Linked DNA regions of Triticum aestivum: region 1 is linked to region 2. A link is a contact called in public Hi-C data. All regions are on one chromosome and are shown on one strand. Each heading gives the region's core, a stretch centred on a gene start, on an enhancer-like site or on the middle of the called end of the contact. The rest is flanking DNA. Distances are from core to core; before and after follow the strand shown. Region 1 holds the start of LOC123121297 (vacuolar protein sorting-associated protein 2 homolog 3). Region 2 holds the start of LOC123121281 (probable serine/threonine protein phosphatase 2A regulatory subunit B''delta).

What was found. Hi-C and Micro-C count contacts between places; a contact is called where the count stands out from the background.
Region 1: a Hi-C map of leaf shows a contact between it and region 2, with 2.7 times the contacts expected there. The contact joins the promoter of LOC123121297 here to the promoter of LOC123121281 in region 2. A contact is called at or near these places in 2 of 5 Hi-C or Micro-C datasets (both in leaf).

Annotation. Positions count from the first base shown.
Region 1 is chr1B:311,486,242-311,491,379 of IWGSC CS RefSeq v2.1, reverse strand. It overlaps LOC123121297 (vacuolar protein sorting-associated protein 2 homolog 3), which reads right to left and starts at 2,785. Exons shown (of 11, transcript XM_044541207.1): 1 at 2,597-2,785; 2 at 2,326-2,370; 3 at 1,653-1,687; 4 at 1,351-1,401; 5 at 1,160-1,264; 6 at 1,005-1,076; 7 at 730-801; 8 at 481-561; 9 at 341-376; 10 at 196-251. The coding sequence starts at 2,630.
Region 2 is chr1B:310,855,548-310,860,683 of IWGSC CS RefSeq v2.1, reverse strand. LOC123121281 (probable serine/threonine protein phosphatase 2A regulatory subunit B''delta) reads left to right here and starts at 2,566. Exons shown (of 14, transcript XM_044541196.1): 1 at 2,566-2,620; 2 at 2,680-3,016. The coding sequence starts at 2,864.

The DNA of each region.
Region 1 (5,138 bases), core at 1,536-4,035, 630 kb before region 2:
ATATTACCTCCGTACCAAAAAGCTTGTCTTAGATCTGTCTAGATACGGATGTATCTAACGTGTCTAGATACATCTAAGACAAGCTTTTTGGGACGGAGGGAGTAGTAGCCTGGATTCCTTAACAAGGTATGAAGGGTCCAAGGGGGGTATAAAAATGAAGAAAATAAACGATTACAGATCCAGGATCCTGCATACCTCTCATCAGCCTGAACCTTCTTTCCAGCAATTCTTCCTTTGGGAGCCGAGGACAACTGCAAAACAATATCAGGAAGAGAGAAATTTAGAACAAGAGTTAGAATCATAGTAATGAAAAAGGGGTTGCACTGGTAGCTTCAAATACCTGTGAGGCAACGTCAACACCAATCTCGTCGAGCACCTAAAAGAGACATTGAAAAGAATGAATAATCGAAGAAACATGCTAGGTAGAGTCTTTCAAAGAGATGCTACCAATTTGGATTGAGGTTGGACACTGGAAATAACCTGGTTAGCAAGCTCTTCAGTTTCGTCCTCAGCCTGGTCATCGTCTAAGACATTGTCGATTGAGTCTGACATCATCTCGTTCTGCACAAATAACAAGGATAGTCAGTGCATACAGGTGCATACACTTTGTCATAATCTAATACACAGGAACCCATCACATGCTTGTGAGCTTCCCAGGAAAACAATGTAAAATCTTGTCAAATTGAAAGCAATCATTCTATGAAAGTAGGACGGCCATAAGTTGCATACCGTCATATCCATTTGTGCTGACTGCTTTTGGAATTCTTGCATTACTTTCATTTGCTTGGCGGGATCCATTTGCTGCAACAAAAGTAAAACAAAATTTATAGTAGAACATGTGTTCCAATTCTTACAAAATTGTGCTCTACAGCCCAGAACAAAGACATACAGAAAGTTACTACTGCAAGATATTTAAGTTCAAAGATACTGTGTTAGTATACACTTGGTTTTTAAATTTTAAACACCTGGAATGTATCATGCCAATAAGTTAGGTAGGCTATTACCTTGTTCATAGCTCCCATCGCTTTACTCGCACTTTGCATGCCAGCAGACACTGAAGTGTTGGCCTGCATCGCCTAAGGACAGAGTACGGCAACAAAATAAGAAAATTAACTCACCACCATGTGTGGAAGAAAGAAAAAACAAGGAAAATATTCACCTGTGTGTGTGTCGCGATGCCACGAATCTGAGCTCGGCTACCTTGTAAAGTAGATATTTTCTGTCTTAACCTGATCAGTTGACGGGCCAGAATTTTAGTTGCGGCCTGCCAAATAGAAGGGAATCAGGAGAACCATACTGCATGATTTAGAACAAAATTAGTGCGTCAAACTGAAATATAAGAAATAAAACCTCATTGCCAGTTTTTGCAGTCCTTTTGATTTCAGCAACTAGTCTCTTTTCCTAATTGGAACAAAAAACAAGGTGAAGCTGTGGTTACTGCTTGTTCAACTGGTAGAAATAAAATAGAGAAACACAGCAAGAAAATATGTGTGCGTCATATGGAGTGTGAAATATGTGAAGAACTACGTGGAGCAGGCTTTAACAACTTGTCAAATGACTGAACGTATAAAGTCATTCCATTGGCAGGTATCTTGAGCATTTTTTTTTCTCATTAACCACAAAAGACAGGGTATGTGATTAAACATACAGACCTCTTGTTGTAATGTCCCGATGTCCCTCTCAATACCTACAGATGACACATCTCAGGAATTAGATCATCTCGAAGCCTGCATAGTTGAACTATTGGGAGAATGGCTAGCATGCTTTTCTATAAAATGCCATAGTTGACATTAACCGAAATTCTCAACATGTGGTTTCTAGGACAGGATGCAGAATAGTATTTCCCTCCATGTTTCATAATCCAGTCAAACCTCAACTCCTTGAGTTTCAACAACTTTTTTAGCAAACATGCAAAAGCTTGGAGCGTATGTGTATTATGATACTGTAGAATGTAAGGAATCACAGATGGTATGTCAAACCGTGCTATACATCAGCCCAGGGCTGTGAGTACATAATATTCAATTTCAATCAAATTTCGAGCATTTGGGTAGCTGTGGCCATAAAATTAGTACCATTCAATTTACACAAAATAACAGGGATTGAACCTTAAATCAGAAGATAACCTAGATGGAAACTACAATTGCCTCGAACCGTTGATCAGAAACAATCGAATATAATGAAGCAGCCTTCGATTCAACTTGCATTAATTAGGTTCAAACTACAGCTAGCACATGTAACTTGGTATACTCTGACCTAATAACTAACTAGCATTTAAAAATGGCAATCCACTTGAGCGCCAAGTGTGCCGGAGTACAAACTACTCACCTCTTGTCGCGTTCGTCAGCTCCCGCTTGCTGTTCCTGATCGCCTCTGCACAGCAGAAACCGCAATCAGGGATTCAGAGCTCAGGGCAGAACGATTGAGCTAGACACAGGCGTACGAAACCCTAGGATCATCCCCGAAAGCAATCTGATCGATCAGAACTCGAGCTACGCAACGCCGGCGCGCGAAGCGCAAATTGGGAAAGGATCGCGTGAACCGAGGGCAAATTCGGTGAAATTTTGAACGGTGAGGAAGGGGAGGGGGTGAGTCGTACCTCGCGGCGTTGGCTTCTTCGCGAAGGGATTCATCGCTTCCTCGGTGCGCTCGCCGCCGGGAGGAATCGAGGAGGGGCGGTGGGGCGTGGGAGAAGAAGGCCGGCTAACGCGTACGTGGGGGGATGGATTGTTTGTTCGGGTTCTTCCTGGTAGTTGCGCGGAAGGGCTACCTCGACTGACCGACTGGTCCTTTTTTTTTTTCCTTTTTTATTTAAAAGAAAGGCAGAGCAGTTTCTGCCTTGTGCATTTCAAAACAGGTATAAAACCTGAGTGACCGAGGTCAACTACATGAAGGCAATGTTAGGACATGCATAATGATCCTATCTTAGCAATGCCACGTAGGATAAATGATGAGATGGATGAGAGAGAAATCTTAAGAAAAGGCTTGTCTTCTTCTATTTAAGAGAAGACAAGAGATGATCTCTTAACACAATATATCTCATCACGTTTTTAGGAATAGTTAATTATTAAAGATAAGGCTAAAAAATGACCCATTGTAGACATGTCATCTTGTCATCTCTACATGCAAAACTTAAGATAAAACTATCTTATCAACCATTGTACATGACCTTAGCACTGCATGGAAAGTGCGCCATTACCAAAGCCGTGCTAAGCTAGAAACAGAGGAGTAGAAGGAGTACATGTAAAGATACATGAGAGCCTATCTAAAGCTCTCCCACCGGTGAAGCATGACCTGCTGGTCTGCATTTTTCTTGAGTCAATTACAGCGGTGGTGCTAGAACTTGGCGCAAACGATCACTTTAGTGCTACAAGTTGTGGCATACATTAAAATGGTGTAAAAACTTGGCTTCGACGTGCAAATACAGTGCTTATCTCGCTTGTATACAGAATCAATGCTGACTAGGCGCGTGGAGCCCGCTGCCGCTGGATCGGGAGAAGGGGTGGGTGACTTTTTTTTTCTTTTCAGAAACACCCTCAAAATATATTTTTTAGAAAAATAAAACTATTGACGTGGGATTTTTTTTAATCTCTAAGATCAGTCGGGAGAGAGTGAAAATCACAGGCAGGAGCATGACCTGCTGGTCTGCATTTTTCTTGAGTCAATTACAACGGTGGTGCTAGAACTTGGCGCAAACGATCACTTTAGTGCTACAAGTTGTGGCATACATTAAAATGGTGTAAAAACTTGGCTTCGACGTGCAAATACAGTGCTTATCTCGCTTGTATACAGAATCAATGCTGACTAGGCGCGTGGAGCCCGCTGCCGCTGGATCGGGAGAAGGGGTGGGTGACTTTTTTTTTCTTTTCAGAAACACCCTCAAAATATATTTTTTAGAAAAATAAAACTATTGACGTGGGATTTTTTTTAATCTCTAAGATCAGTCGGGAGAGAGTGAAAATCACAGGCAGGAGAGTGTGAAAATTAAACTAAAAGTTGGGCTGCACACAATCGAACCAACGATCAGCAAATAGCGTGCAAGCCGGCTAGCCAATGAACCCACCTCGCTACCATGTTCGCTTTGGATAAGGACGTTATCTGTACTTAAGCAGTACGCATGTGGAACTTATATGGGCGGCCCATACTGCGGCAATTCTCACCGGTTGTTTTTAATTTATTTTTCTAAAATGTAAGTAATAAAATTTACGTTCAAATATTTGTATGTTATAAATATTAGACATACAAACAATGATTATTAACTAAAAAACTAAATATACATCCGTGCATTATACAAAAAATATTTAGTTAATATCGTCAATAAAAATTATCACACACTCGCGGCTTATATTTAAATTATTAAAAATTAATATTAATATCAACAGTTTCAATTTTAAATTCTAAATAACTTTAATTAAACAAACATTTAAGTATACAAACGTGCAAATGATTGAAATGTTTGTATAACTAAAATAATTTTTTGAAATTTAGTTCTAACAATATTTGTTATTATTTTAAATCATAGAATCTTTTTGTAGCTAGATATATGATTATTTTCTATACACTAAGTGAACAGTTTTTTTTAAAAAAAATTCATTCATATGTGCAATATTTTTGCACATAAATATTCAAACTTTTATGTTAGTTCTGAGATTATAATTTACGTACTTTTTACAAATAAAATAGAAAAAACCGAACTAGTGTAAAATGGGCCGCAGTATCTGCAGCCCGTTTAAATTCCACATGCTTCGAAGTTAAATACATATAATTGTTTCTCAAAAAAAGTTAAATACATATAAGTTTGTTATCCATTGTGTACACGGGAACGTGAATGTGAGAGTGGATTAGCCAGCTTGCTTCTTACGTCTCGGTTGTGTGTTTGAGACAGGGACCGTATGTTTTGTTTAATTTTCACTCTCACCTGACAGGTGGGACTCACTGTTCATAGAGGTGAAAAAATGGCACCTCTCCCACACCAACAGGTTTTTTTTTGAAAAAATATATTATTTTTTGAGGGTGTTTCTGAAAAAAAACAAGTCACACACCCTCTTCTCCTGGTTCATTGGATCAGGCCTCACACTCCTAGTCAGCGCCGGTTCCGTATGCAAAATGAGATAAACACCATATTTGCACGTTAAAGCCAA
Region 2 (5,136 bases), core at 1,317-3,816:
TAAAGGGAATCCATATTGATCTCATCACTATAATTACAAAATGAGGATCCAATCAAGTTATTTAATGTAGAGGCAGAGCACCTACCAAAAAAGTATTGTGTCAAGTGAACAAGTGAAAACGTCTAGATTAACCGACCAGGTCATAAGAATGAAAAAGGGTAAATTATAGAAATGTAGACACTTGAAGAACCTGGAATTAGCATTGTTTTCCCATGTGTTTCTCCATTTTCAGCTTCCCGTGATGCACACAGAAAAAGAAAAACCTCCACAGAATCTGAATACCAGGATCCAGTCTTTACATACAAATCAATCATCTAATGAGCAATCCATGTAACTTATTTTGACCAATCACAAGATTCTGTTGTTGTGTTTACATGATGCCCCAACCCTTTGTCAGCCTCTGCACGGACTTCTAACTAGATTGGTTTCAACTATTCACATAAATCTCAACAAATGGTCATGACCATGTCTCACTCGCAGCCCAACAACAATGCAACATGAAATATACTAGTGGTTCGGGCCCGCCATTGGGGGCCGCTTGAGAGGAAGCTGAGCGCGTATTTCTCCTTCTTAAAGAAAAAAAACGAAAATTCTCACCTTCATCTCAAAACTAAAAAAAATTCACATCATGTGAACATCACATCCATCTCGAAAAGAAAAAAGGCTAAGAAACTTTTCTCGAATGGGAAAAGGAAAAATGCCACACTTCCATGTTTCAAAAAAATCTCCAAAAACATAAAAAATTTCTCACCGCAGCCAACCAGCATGCACCATGTGGCATAGGTGGCTAGTCGCCCTTTTCATTCGGCCTTAATGGGTTTAATTCCACGAGTAGGATAATTCGACACTCCTTGCACAAACCATGAGACACATTTAATGATCCTTATGCTCATATCGGTGTTGCCTTATTAGTTAGCATCCAATGCACGAATTTAGTGGATCCGCTAGTTCGCCGATGCAATTCGGTTTGGCTATCGAGAAGATGATACAGAAACAAAGTCTCAAAAGCCAATCCATCAAATTTCTAAAGTCTGCAAAACCGGTAAAAGTACGAAAATATCAATATTTGTTAGTATTTTTTTGTGGGTCAATATTTTTTAATCTAACTACAAAGTAGAAACATAGTTATGAAGTTCATAAAAATAGCCAATTATACAACTAAAAAAGGTAAAGATACCTCTCACAAAAAGGAAAGGTAAAGCTAGCAACAATAAGCTATCATTACTTCCCAATTCTAATAAATAAATTCGCAAACAATACTACTAAAATAATACATTACAACTGGCAACCCGTGTGGACTTTTGATTAGTGAAATATGTAAGATACCATGTCAGCTACACGAATTCACATGAGTTGCAACAGGTTGTCAATCACAAATATATATAAACTAAAAATATTGCGGCCCATATGGGCTCAAATAGTAAACGGAGAACATAATCTAAAGTCAGACAAGCACTTGAACATCGCCTTTGTCCTGTTGTCAGGGCGAACGACCCGCAACTACTGATGACTCGCATCAGGACGCACAACGCCCCCTAATCTTGTTGTAGCCTACAACATGCCTGAAAGATTGATCTGCCGGAGATTCGTCAGAAGTGCAGATGACAACAACAGGGTGATGTCCTGCACAGCGAAGACCACGATGAGAGGAAGCAAGTTAGTGGAGAGCATGACAAGGCAGATATCCCTTTCGTCAAGTGAACCATAGTCTCAATAAATCCCCTCACAAATTTAATATGCTGGCATCGACCCTCCTCACCGCCAGGCTGACCACGTGGGCTGTTGTCGATGACCATCTAAATCGTGGCATCCATCCTTCTCCCACATGCTGATTTTTTGATTGGACATATGGTATGATAGTTGTTATATGGCAGCACACACCTTTATAGGCGTCGTCGCGAGATAGGCCGCCAGAGGAAGCCGACGAGAAGGCTACGCGCGTTGGCGTGGAGAGGCGGCGTGGCCGAGCGAAGCGGCACGTTGAGGCCCCACGGGAGAATGAGAGGAGGTGCGGTACGGTCCGACGGAAGATATGGAAGGAGGTCTCATAATAAGTAGAGCAAGGCGACACTTTCCCCGCTCTCCTATCCTGGTGGTGTCTCTACGTGATGGTCGATCAGATTAAATTAGATTGTGTCTCACTTCTCTCGGGAGCGTCTTAATCTCCTGTTATAATTTTGAAGATACTTTCAACCAAATATCATTCGAATGAATCTACATATTTTAAATAGATCTTGATATATAACAAAGACAACAATGTACTCCCTCCGTTTTAAAATAGATGATTCAACTTTGTATTAATTTTAGTATAAAGTTGGGTCATTTATTTTGGAACGGAGGGAGTAATATTCATATCGCTTTCATTTGCGAGCAGATCATCAATTCTTATCATTACGGGAAAGAAAATAGAACCGAAAAACACAAAACCGCTTCCACGCACGGGTTTGGCTGCATTCTGAGCCACATCAGCTCCATTTAGCCACACGGAGCGAAAGTGCCATCGGAAAGACGATTTCATTTTGCCCTCCGCTGTTATATCGACGCCCACCATTAGCTAGCAGCCTAGCACCACCATCTTCCGCTCCCCCCCCCCCCCCCCCCCCCATCTCCTCCACCTGCTGTCGCTCGCTTCTCCCGGCCTAGGGTTTCGCCCCCACCCGTCCCCGGCTCTCGCCTCAGATCTCGACGCCGGCGACCCCCGATCCTCCTTAGTCGTCCGCCGCCGACCCCGCCGAGTTCCGATTCGTCACTCACCTCACGCCACACCACCGCGTCCTCCAGCCTCTGGACGCGCTCGCGGGGGACAGATCTAGGGTTTGGGGCCTTGCTTGGTGCATGAGAAGGGCACCAGGGTCTTGACGGCATGGAGGTGGAAGCGGCGAGGAGGGATGCGTCGGCGCTTGACCCGGAGCTGCTGCAGCTGCCAGAGCTCGCGCCGGGCGCGCTCCGGGAGAACTCAAGCATAGCCGAGGCACTCTACTTGCAGTGGCTCGTGCTGCCTGAGTCGTCCAAGCTGGTAACCTCTCACCCGTCCTCTTGCCCTCGCGTGCTCCTTTGGATTTGCTCCTATATTGGCGCGGTTCGTCCGTTGATTTTGCGTGGCTAGCGTGATCTCCTGTTGGAACTCTTGGAAAAATGTTGTTAGAATGCTCTGCCTTGGTGGCGCCTTGTGCTGTAGTGCCTCTATGAGTTTAGATTGTTATGTTCGTATCAGGATTGCTAGCTTAAGCCGAGGATACAAAGCGACGGGGTGTGGTACATCAAAGGCTAAGGTCCTGCGGGAGTTTGTGATTGTAGTAATTTTTGCGGAAATGTGTACTTGGCCTGTTTCTTCGGGTGCTTACTTTCTGCTCCTCAGTTGCCGTGAATGAATATGTACCATCTGTACTAATTTGGTTTTTTGAACTGATGTGCTTACTTGTGGTTTTTGAGATGAGCCCTCACCGTATGCATCAGCTTTATCATTATATTGAAGATAAAGAAATGTTGGTATGATAGTCAACGTTGCATGTGATTAGAGGAATGATGGATTTCAGGAGATGTGGACTCCGACGCTGTACCGAGATCTAGTGCTATCAAAGATCTGTTTTATGCTACAGCAATTTGTGTTATACTTTGAACCCATGCTTACTTAAAATGATAGTTCACTCTTCTGAGGACATTTTCGCAGTGGTACACTGTGCTAGAGATCTGGCTTGAATTGTCTGCTTTTGTCTCTTTGGGTTACTTTAGATTGTTTTGTTTGGATGATGGTATTCCTTTTGCCAAGCAATTAAAAAAAAGGGCAACCTGGTGCATGTAGCTCCCGCTTGCGCAGGGTCCAGGGAAGGGTCCGACCACTTTGGGTCTATAGTACGCAGCCTTTCCCTACGTTTCTGTAAGAGGCTGTTTCCAGGACTTGAACCCATGACCTCATGGTCACAAGGCAGCAGCTTTACCACTGCGCCAAGGCTCCCCTTCTTAAAGGGCAACCCGGTGCATGTAGCTCCCGCTTGCGCAGGGTCAGGGAAGGGTCCGACCACTTTGGGTCTATAGTACGCAGCCTTTCCCTACATTTCTGTAAGAGGCTGTTTCCAGGACTTGAACCCGTGACCTCATGGTCACAAGGCAGCAGCTTTACCACTGCGCCAAGGCTCCCCTTCTGCCATGCAATTACTATGTAAATTTTTAATGGAGGGGCTCTTCTGCCATTTACTTGGACTTTTGAGATTTGTATGCAATGATACAGGTATGCATCAGTGTTCTTGATAGTAAAAGGTGCTAACTGTTCTCCTTAGTGCACTCATGGAATTTGAAGTTGCTATTTCCTGGTTGCAATCTGTTTGAGTATTGCTCTGGTGATAGGTGATAGTCAATGGCTTCATGTGAGAAGGTCGAATTGTTGCTCCGTGTGCATATTTTGTTGAGCTCTTTTTGGCTGCTAATTTGATGCATACCTGTGCAGAACAGTAGATAAAATGCAACATAAACTATATAGCTTTTGTTGACAGGATACCTACTTTGCAGGCCAAACTTGTGTATCCAATATTGCGTAGTAAACGCATGAAACCTTAGAGAAAAAAGAAGTCATGTTGACAATATCATATATGGTGTTACCTGTAGTGTTGTCACGGTCTCAAGGATTTACCACTATAGTCTCTCCCAAATGATGCTAACATTTCGTTGTTTTGTCTGCTTTGTTATGTTGAATGTTGTCTTGAATGTTACATAGTGTTATGGGTGGACATATCGTAGTAGTCAATGACATGTTACCTTCTTCTGCGGGAGACATGATGTTATCAAATAGGCCAGCAGATGACATGCCTGCTTGCCTCGGCTGGCAGCAGTCCAGGAGACAGAGGGACTCCACTTCCCCTTGCTGTCGGCCTTTTGTAGTTCGCAACCACCGTGCATTGTCACCTCCCTGCTCAGCGCTATCGCTTTGCAAACACACCTATCACACTGGGCTTTCTTAGCTTTTTCATCTCGCTGATTTTCTCTGCTGCTTGTTGTGCATCTCACTTGTTAGCCGGATGCCCTCTGCCTTGCTGCTTTGGTGCCCATTGCTTCTGCTAGAGAAGGTGTCTGCCTGTTGGTAATTGAGCATGGGAGTAGGGAGTGGATGCTTTGATGTTCTGTTGTCTTCAGGCGATGTTT